Linked DNA regions of Zea mays: region 1 is linked to region 2. A link is a contact called in public Hi-C data. All regions are on one chromosome and are shown on one strand. The core of a region is the stretch at or near the end of the contact, and the rest is flanking DNA. Distances in the headings are between cores, read along the strand shown. Region 1 holds the start of LOC118476023. Region 2 has its middle 93 kb from the start of LOC100276790.

The links. A called contact is a pair of places that touch in the nucleus more often than the background predicts.
Region 1: a contact with region 2 is called in a Hi-C map of tassel, with 4 times the contacts expected there. The contact joins the promoter of LOC118476023 here to the enhancer-like site in region 2. A contact is called at or near these places in 7 of 25 Hi-C or Micro-C datasets (ear, leaf, tassel and 1 more).

What each region holds. Positions count from the first base shown.
Region 1 is chr1:89,478,518-89,483,694 of Zm-B73-REFERENCE-NAM-5.0, reverse strand. It overlaps LOC118476023, which reads right to left and starts at 2,983. Exons shown (of 3, transcript XM_035964048.1): 1 at 2,578-2,983; 2 at 1-1,116. The coding sequence starts at 1,069.
Region 2 is chr1:89,365,729-89,370,418 of Zm-B73-REFERENCE-NAM-5.0, reverse strand. No RefSeq gene overlaps it. Among protein-coding and RNA genes, the nearest start is that of LOC100276790, 93 kb to the right of the region's middle. Within about 2 kb of position 1,353, at least 17 of the 20 cell types and tissues checked have an H3K27ac peak or open chromatin away from gene starts, as enhancers often do. A contact at or near this core is called in ear, leaf and tassel, where this site is marked.

The sequences.
Region 1 (5,177 bases), core at 1,734-4,233, 110 kb before region 2:
ATGTATTAACATATATTAACTCTTCTGGACCTTTTGTACTAAACGCGAAACCGAAAGCACCATTATTTGGGTCCAATTTAATAACAGCATGAAGATGAGTTGGCGATGAAGTAACGGTCAATTTCTGGGCTTCCCCATCTGTCTGGCAATCAGGTGCAAGTCTTTGCTCAGCCCTTGAGATATCACTTAATAAAGATTTGCGTAATACCCTGCCTTTTCCTCCAAATGGAATACTACTAGATTTTGAATCTTCTGTTTCCAGCAGAGAAGGGTTCCGTTGAGACTTCGACTTCATGATAGGATCAAGAATTTTCTTGAATGGACTAGAACGAATCTTTTTGTTGCCAACACACTCTGATGGGCAGGTAGCATCAAAAACACCCACCTTCGTTGACAAGGACTTGGGCAAATTAACTACATCTCTTTCATCAGGACAAAAACCAACTGGCTGTTGGCAATATGATCCTCCAACTTTGCTACAACTGTCTTCTGGCCAATGAGGGGTTGCATTTGTGCATGAACCATTGGTGGTATCTTCTTCAAGCGCTTTCTCCAGGAAACTGTCTACTGCATCAATTTTCAACAAATTGCAGTCCCTGCGTGGTCTCTCGAGTGTCAAATCATCCTCAGGAATCTCATGGAGTGAAAACCTCATAACCTCCCTGGAAGCTTGATGAATTCTATGGTTTGTCCCCATAGAAGACCTTGTGTTGCATGAATTGCTCCGCAGTGGAAAGGAGCAAGCACCACTTGTGCTAGGCCGAGAGGACAAATTGGCAACCTCAAAGGACATAAATGTGTCTTTATTGCTCGAATAATTTAGTTTGCTCCTCCCTTGGAGATTCCTGAGTCTGCTAACCTCTCTGGAACTCTGGTACATAGAACCGCGCTTGTGCATGATGCCATCTTCTGGGTTTGTGTCTCGATATCTTGAAGGCAAACTTTTGCAGTGGAAATTAGGGATCCTGTCAAGGCACGGTTCTCCCTCATCTGTGCATTTCAATCTGTGAAACTTGCTTCCTTCTGTTTCTCTGCTGGTGCTCTCAGTTTCTTCACCGATTGATTTCATGCTTTCCTTACCAGCTCTTAGCCGAGAACGGCTCCCTATAGAGGCAACTGCAAATGAAACAGCAAACATAGCTAGCTACTTAGTTCCAAAATTCACACATGTTTTCTTAGGACAAAGCTGATAAGCTAGTCATAAATGGGAGGCAATAAGAGTTTTTTTTATGGCGCATAAGCTAGTCATAAGTAAGGAACATCAAAGCAAAAGGTCCATGTTCTACCTATTAATGGAACTACCTGCAGCTCTCTGTTTGATAAAGGGGAAAAAGTGAGAGGTCAAACTTGAAAATAGTTGCAACTTGCAAGCAGTTCTTGCAGGAAAGCTACTACATCACGCAAACAAGAAATACTGGAAACACATTATTAGAGATGGCAACGGGTACAAACCCGTCGGGTTTTGTTATCCCAAACCCGTACCCGTGAAAAATATTTACGCCCATTAAAAAACCCGTACCCATGACGGGTTTGGAATTTTGCCCAAACCCGTACCCATCGGGTTCGCGGGTACCCACGGGTTACCCGCGGGTTTTATCTCCAATATGCTTATTCTTTTTATAATCAATAAGTATCGTAATGATTAATGAGATCATGGTCCAAAATTTATGTAATGAACAACGAGTTCATGATTTGTTATAAAAATATTAATAGAGAGAATTAAATACAAATAATAAGTTGTATAATCAAGTTACCTTGCACTAGGTTATACATCCACCACATATATAACACTAGTAATAACTATAATAGCAAGCAAGCAACACTCTCACCAACTACTTATACATTCACTATTTGATAAAAATTAGGAAGTAAATAGGTAGATAACAAGTTTGTTGTTCGTTTATAAAATAAAATGACAATATGCACTAGGTTTGGTCGGGTTTAAAAAACCCACGGGTTCACGGGTTTGGGTACTATAGGAACAAACCCGTACCCATGAACCCGTCGGGTATACATTTATGCCCATTAACAAACCCATGGGTATGAAAATTGACCCAAACCCGTACCCTAATGGGGTAAAAACCCATCGGGTTTCGGGTTTCGGGTACCCATTGCCATCTCTACACATTATGCATCGACCAACATTTTGCTCTGGGTAAAACAAAACGACCCTATTATTTTCCCCCAATAAACACAGTATATACGGTTTCGTGTCCTTAAACGAGATTCAGAGTTCACCAAAACCGCACAGTTAATCCCATAAAACCCCAAACATTTGCACATTTGAATAAATCGGGCTACCAAATAGTCAACCCCTCCTCCTGAAACTCACACCCCTGCATGAAATCCAAGTATCTCATCGATAGACGTCCGCGCATTTGTTGAAGAAATGGGTTTGTTTTTCACTAAGAAAATCTGTCCCCGCCATCCTCAAACCCAACTTTGGCCTATCTCCAGCGCCCGAATCCCCACCCATTGATCTTCAGCATTAGCGTAGCGAAGTAGCAAAAATGGCAGAAGTTCGAAACTGAATGAACTCGGTACCGGCCCCAGAAACGAACCGGCAAATCCCATTACCTCGGTCACGGTGAGAACCAGATCAACGCAGCAGAGCTGTGGAGGAAGTGGATTCCTCGCGCCTCCTCGCTCCCTATCTCCCGCGCGGGCGCAAAACCAAAACGCATTGGTGTGGGGACCTGAGAGAGTTGGGGGCGAGTGGGTGGGTGAGCTTGCTGACCTACTCTACTCTACTCTACTCCCTTGGCGGCTGTCCGGCTGAATGACTGAAGTAGGGAAGCTAGTGGTCTGTGGCCTGAAGTCTGGAGAGTGCTCTGAAATCTCAAATCCGCGTCTTTCGATCCGAGTACAAAATAGCATAAGCTCGAGGGACTGGAGTTCAAGATTTGCCGGAAGTATCGAGTTTAGGTGCTTTGGAACAGCACTTTAGCGCATCTCGAGCTCAAGGTGTCTCCTCTAGTTGCATGCTAATTAAGGACATTAGGTCACGTATAGTCGAGAGACACCAAAACGGTTCTCTAACAACAAGATATAACTAAGATACTCTATTATACAATGAAGTGTTTATAAATGTAGTCTATTAATAAATATATAATTAAATAAGTTTATACAACATCATATTGATAGAACAGACGACGAATTCGTACAGTGTGAAGTGAGGCGTCTGTTGCTACTTGGGTTACGAGCCAGATTCGTCTTTTCGCGGAGAGACGACTCCACGTTTTTTGCGAATACCCCTTTAAACACCTAAGGGCATCTACATTAAACACCATTGTACATGCTCTTAGTCTCCAGCGGTTTTCAAAATTTACTAATGTTGGCATCTTTTTAGGCCAAATACTAACGAACCTAGGACCTTCACGCGACGTGCAGAATCCTGGGGTCAGTTCTACGGGATGCCGGATGGGCCGCGATAGAGCGTCGGACCGTCCATGATACAGAGAGAGCTCTCGGATAAACCTAGATCTCGCCTTTTGTGAGGGACCCCATCGGAGAGAAGAGACCGTAGGGTTGCTTAGGGATCGACAAACCACCTAAAGCACAAAAGAGGTGAAGACTGAGATTAGGAAATTACAACTAGCGCTATGTTACATCTAGACCTAAGACATGAAGATAAAATAATGTAAATAGATTGGTTTATGGATTGTGCGCGTCTCAATCAGTCATACCCCTTCATATTTATAGGGAAGGAGGTTTGTACCTTACTCTAAGCGAAGTACAATAAGATATCGTAAGAAATAGGAAAGATCTCACAACACATCAGGACTCACGCTCAAACTAATCTAATCCTGAACAGTACTGACTAATAAGCCAAACTGTCTGAGAGCCGGACCGTCCAAGCTTACCTGCGGACCGTCCGACATTATCTGCCAAATTTCATTTTCAACATATTCCCTGCCATTTTGGTGGAGGTCACGAACCAAACGCACTTATACTACCAGTTTTCTGCGAATAGAACCCGCCATCCTTATACTTTATGCGCAGGCCCCTGAGTTATTACAAATAGACCCTATCCTTTTAAATAATTACAAATTATGGTTTAATTTTTTATTTCAAACTTTCAAACTTGTTTATTTCATATCTTTTACATATGAACTCCAAATTTAGTGATTCAAATTGTAAAATGTTCATAGGATTATTCTCTGTTTAAATAAATTAGTTACATTTACATTATGTACATTCTAATTTTATGGTTAACTATGAACTAGTATATGTATAGATTTGTTTATTTAAAAAAATAAAAAGGGGAAAACCCTAGAGATTAAAAGCATGTTTAATCTTGTGAGATTAATAATGTATATTACATGAATTCATCTCTGGTCTAACTTTTAGGTCACAATAAAATAAATTGAACTAGGTTATGTAAATATGGACAACACTTAAAGAATAATCTATTTCTAAATGAAATTAGTTCATGCTATACTTTGATCTAATTATTCTTTATTTAGTATTGTGCCTTTTAAGATGTATTATAATGTTTGTACATGTTTGGTGTGCTGTTCATTTGTGCTTTCCAAATGTATTGAATGCATGCTCGCTTTATTTAGACAACGAGCAGTCCGAGGTTCATGAGTGTGTTGCTGGAGACCTCCCTGAGCAACAACCTGGTGAACGCAAGTGTCTTCTGACCTATTATGTCCTACATACTCTATAGTTCACTGTCCCACATTATTTTATGAAACCTAAGGATTGACTAGTCTATATTTACTTATCCTTGTTTAACTTTTTGGGTTATCATGGTTAGCATCTTGCTTTTGTCTTAACTTAATCAATGAACATGATGTGATTATTTATGATACGATGATGTTATCCCAATGATGATATTGTGATACTCTAGAGGCTCAGGCCTTTTTCCTGAGTACCTCTCCGTAAGGACCTGTTCGTGGAGTGATCACCCGGGATAACAGTGCAACCATGAGGGTGGAATGGGATGCCCTTAGCTGATTAATTAGATGAACCTAGGGGTGTAGTTGCCTGAGGGCCGTCAATGGGGGCCGAGGCGTAGTGCTCGCTCTGCCAAGGGGGGGTGCAGACGTTCATTCAATTTGGTTTTGTTAGTTACCTTGGGGAGGTGTACTGCGTTTGTACGACTGGCGAAACCTAACAAGCAACTATGCACCAGGGGAGTCTTTGTAAAGGCTACATAGTGTATCTCTGGC
Region 2 (4,690 bases), core at 104-2,603:
AAAGTGAATTAGATATGGGTTTTCTAAGTTTTCTAAGTCATTTTATATTAATAATTCACTTAAAATGTTTCTCAGGTTTTTTTTCACAATTTCCTATTTATTTATTTATTTATTTATTTATTTTAATACGAAAAGTGGACAACAACTTCTATTATTGGAAAGTTCAAGGTTCATTTGACAAAAACATGGACCTTTTTGTGACGATTCCTATACATGGGTGAATTGTGGTTTGATACTAATAAAATTCAGGGGCTCTTTCATTAAATAGACACGGCCTGCATAACTAGGAGCGTTATAGGCCACCCGATCAAGCACCAACAACCTAGATTTGATCGCGAACCGGAACACATATCCATGCTAAGAACTTGCCACGCATACGAGGAGTGCTTAGGACTGCACGTTCAAAGATCAACGATCCAGAAACAAGACCCGAACCGATATTCCACAATCCAATAATCACCGCCCGCTAGCCGATCAGCGGCTAGGGTATCACCCTCCTCGTGCCAGCCCGGAGCGATGGTGATCTGCCAGCTGCGGCGACAGCATGGCCATGGTACATCAAACTTGGACACAGGCACCCAAACTATCAATCGAGCGATGATACGTGATGCTACGGAAATAGCGAAGTAGTCCAGGGGACTCTCCCACATGGTTTGTGTTAGTTTGCCCTGACGACGACATAGGGCAGATTGGGAACACAATACCCGCCCTAGTGAGCTATTACAGGCATCTCAATGCCCCAATCCGATCCGAACTCGGTGTACACAACAATAGAGACGAGGCAAACACAAGGAAAGAGTCTTACCGAAACTAGCAGCTGTAGGGTAGGCCGACCACGGCGCTGTGTGGGTTCATTGTGTCCGAATTGTTCTAGTGAGCAATCGGCACTAGCTCCGCCCATGCTCCGGTTTGATTGGGCGCCGAGCGGATTGCACACGCTCCCGCGATGCTTCAAGGCTTGGCACTAGGATTTCGCCGGTGGTATGTGGTCGAATCAATAGCAGCGACAAAACCCTTCTCTTTCTGCCTCTCCTCGGTGGTGGGGCTCACAGTAATTTGGGTTCATGGCTGGATGGTCGAGGGCACGGGGTAGGCTCGCATTTGTATGCCAGCGTGGTTAGAGTTTGCTACACTGACGTTGAAGCATGAGACCAAGATCCTGGGTGGATACCCCGACATTTGGTTATGATCACACGAAAAAGATATGCAAGACAGGGAGGTCCCACATGTTGGCCAGAGCGATTAGGAGCGCCAAGGGAATGTCGCTATGCAATGGGTCCACACTATAGTGGTAGAGGGCCCATGCAGGATGAAACCGGAAGCGGGCCATAAGAGTTGGAGCCGGGGTGTGGCTAGGCTATGGGATTGCGGTAGTGCGCCGACTAGCATGGAGGTAGGCTAGGCCGTGGATACGTGAGGGGATAGTAAGAAGTTTGGGCTGGCTTGAGAAACGACCTAGGAGTAGGTTTGTTCATTCTTTCTTTTTCTATTTTCATTTTCTGATTTCAATTTGAATTTCAAGTTTAACTTTTTACATCCAGTTTTAATCTCAAACTTCTAGTTTAGTTCAAAATGAAACAATCAAGGAGACCCAACATGATATGCAAATAATATTTATTCATTTATTTATTTAGAAGAATGTGCTTTAATAATAACTCACATACTAGCATAAATTCTAATGTTAACTCATCAATATCAAAGGAACTTACTTGACTTCCTTAAAACCATATTTTAGGGTTTACACTAACAAACATTCAAACTAATCATATGCACAAGATATGTGAAGTGTAAGCATTTTGATTCAGTTTTAAGCAATTCAAAAGAGAAGTTCACCACTAAAGACAAAAGTAGGCATATAGTAAGCTGGAAATCAACTAAGTGCAAGTCAAGGTAAACCAGGTGAGTTACCCCAAACATCGATCACTCATTATGCTATAAACATATCTAAAAAAGATATCAGTTGAAATTTTCAAGATTTATCGGATTTTGTAGCATATTACATGTTTCACTTAAAAGCATGTGAGCGCAAGAGGTTGTAAGCACTATCATTGTCTAACTTTTCAACCAGGTGTAGCCTATGCAGAAAAGTAATCAAAAGCTGAAAACACTGGTTTCGATCATCCACTACCCTGCTCAAGTTCATCCAAATGTGCAAATGGAAGCAGCCTCGATACACAGAGGTGGGGACTAATGCAAACCCATCTTGATCTCTATGAATTGTTCACTTATCTTGATTTTGATTTTAAGCACATAGTTTATGATTCAAGACAATGAATGACTCATAGCATGAGACAGACACCTAGCATACTAGTGACAACACAAAGGATTTCAAACACATCCTACACATGCTAGGTGCCAATCTCAAATGGTGAACATGTTTTGGATTTAGCAAGATGAAAGGGAAATAGGGTAAAACCTTTTCCTAAATAATTTTGGTGGTTGAATTGCCCAACACAAACAATTGGACTAACTAGTTTGCTCTAGATTATAAGTTCTACAGGTGCCAAAGGTTCAACACAAACCAATAAAAAGTCCAAGTTAGGGTCCAAAAAAGAAAGGAGCAAAACCAACCGATGGCTGCCCTAGTCTGGCGCACCGGACTGTCCGGTGCACCACCGGACAGTGTTCGATGCACCAGGGAGATACACTCCGAACTGCTCAGCTTCGGGTTTCTAGAAAAGTCACTCCGCTATAATTCACCGGACTGTCCGTTGTGCCACCGGACTGTCTGGTGTGCCAAGCGGAGCAATGGCTACTGAGCCAACGGTCGTCTGCAAAAAGTGAACAGTGCGTGAACAGTGCGTGGACAGCGCGCGTAGAGTCAGAGCAGGCGCCAGAAGGCACACCGGACAGTGAACAGTGACTGTCCGGTGCACCACCGGACTGTCCGGTGGCCCCATCTGTCAGAGCTCCAACGGTCGAACCCTAACGGTTGGGTGACATGGTTGGCGCACCGGACTGTCCGGTGGCCCCATCTGTCAGAGCTCCAACGGTCGAACCCTAACGGTTGGGTGACATGGTTGGCGCACCGGACTGTCTGGTGCGCCCATCGACAGACAGCCTCCCAATGACCACTTTGGTGGTTGGGGCTATAAATACCCCCCAACCACCACACTTCAAGGCATCCAAGTTTTTTAGACTTCACATTCAATACAAGAGCTAGTTGAAAGTCGCCTAGAGGGGGGTGAATAGGGCGAATCTGAACTTTAACAACTTAATCACAACTACAAGTCGGGTTAGCGTTAGAAATATAATCGAGTCCGAGAGAGAGGGTGCAAAACAAACAAACCGCAAGCGAATAAAGAGTATGACACGCGGATTTGTTTTACCGAGGTTCGGTTCTTGCAAACCTACTCCCCGTTGAGGTGGTCACAAAGACCGGGTCTCTTTCAAACCTTTCCCTCTCTCAAACGGTCCCTCGGACCGAGTGAGCTTCTCTTCTCAAATCAATTGGGAATCAAACTTCCCGCAAGGACCACCACACAATTGGTGTCTCTTGCCTTGCTTACAAATGAGATGATCGCAAGAAAGAACGAAAGAACGAAGCAATCCAAGCGCAAGAGCTCAAAAGAACACAACAAATCTCTCTCACTTATCACTAAAGCTTTGTGTGGAATTGGGAGAGGATTTGATCACTTGGGTGTGTCTAGAATTGAATGCTAGAGCTCTTGTAAGTAGTTGGAAGGTAAAAAACTTGGATGACTTGAATGTGGGGGTGGTTTGGGTATTTATAGCCCCAACCACCAAACTAGCCGTTTGGTGGAGGCTGCTGTCGCATGGCACACCGGACAGTCCGGTGCGCCAGCCACGTCACCAGGCCGTTGGGTTCTGACCGTTGGAGCTCTGACGTGTGGGCCCGCCTGGCTGTCCGGTGGTGCACCGGACAAGTCCTGTAGACTGTCCGGTGTGCCACCCACTCGTGCTCTACTCCTCTACGCGCACAGGCGCGCATTTAATGCATTGCAGTCGACCATTGCGCGCGAAGTAGTCGTTGCTCCGTTGGCTCACCGGACAGTCCGGTGTGCACCGAACATGTCCAGTGAATTTTAGCGGAGCGGAAATCCGAAGCTGGCGAGTTCAGAGTCGCTCTCCCCTGGGGCATCGGACACTGTCCGGTGAATTATAGCGGAGCGCCTCAGAGAATTCTTGAAGGTGTTGAGTTTGTCTTGGAGTTCCCTGGTGCACCGGACACTGTCCGGTGGCACACCGGACAGTCCGATGCGCCAGACCAGGGAGCACTTCGGTTATCCCTTGCTCTCTTTGTTGAACCCTTTTCTTGGTCTTTTTATTGGCTTATTGTGAGCCTTTGGCACCTGTAGAACTTATAGACTAGAGCAAACTAGTTAGTCCAATTATTTGTGTTGGGCAATTCAACCACCAAAATCATTTAGGAAATAGGTGTAAGCCTAATTCCCTTTCAATCTCCCCCTTTTTGGTGATTGATGCCAACACAAACCAAAGCAAGTATAGAAGTGCATAGTTGAACTAGTTTGCATAATTGTAAGTGCAAAGGTTACTTAGAATTGAGCCAATATAAATACACATAGGATATGCATGGATTGTTCCTTTGTTTTTAACATTTTGGATCACGCTTGCACCACTTGTTTTGTTTTTGCAAATTCTTTTGTAAATGCTTTTCAAAGCCCTTTTGCAATATAGTCAAAGGTAAATGAATAAGATTTTGAGAAGC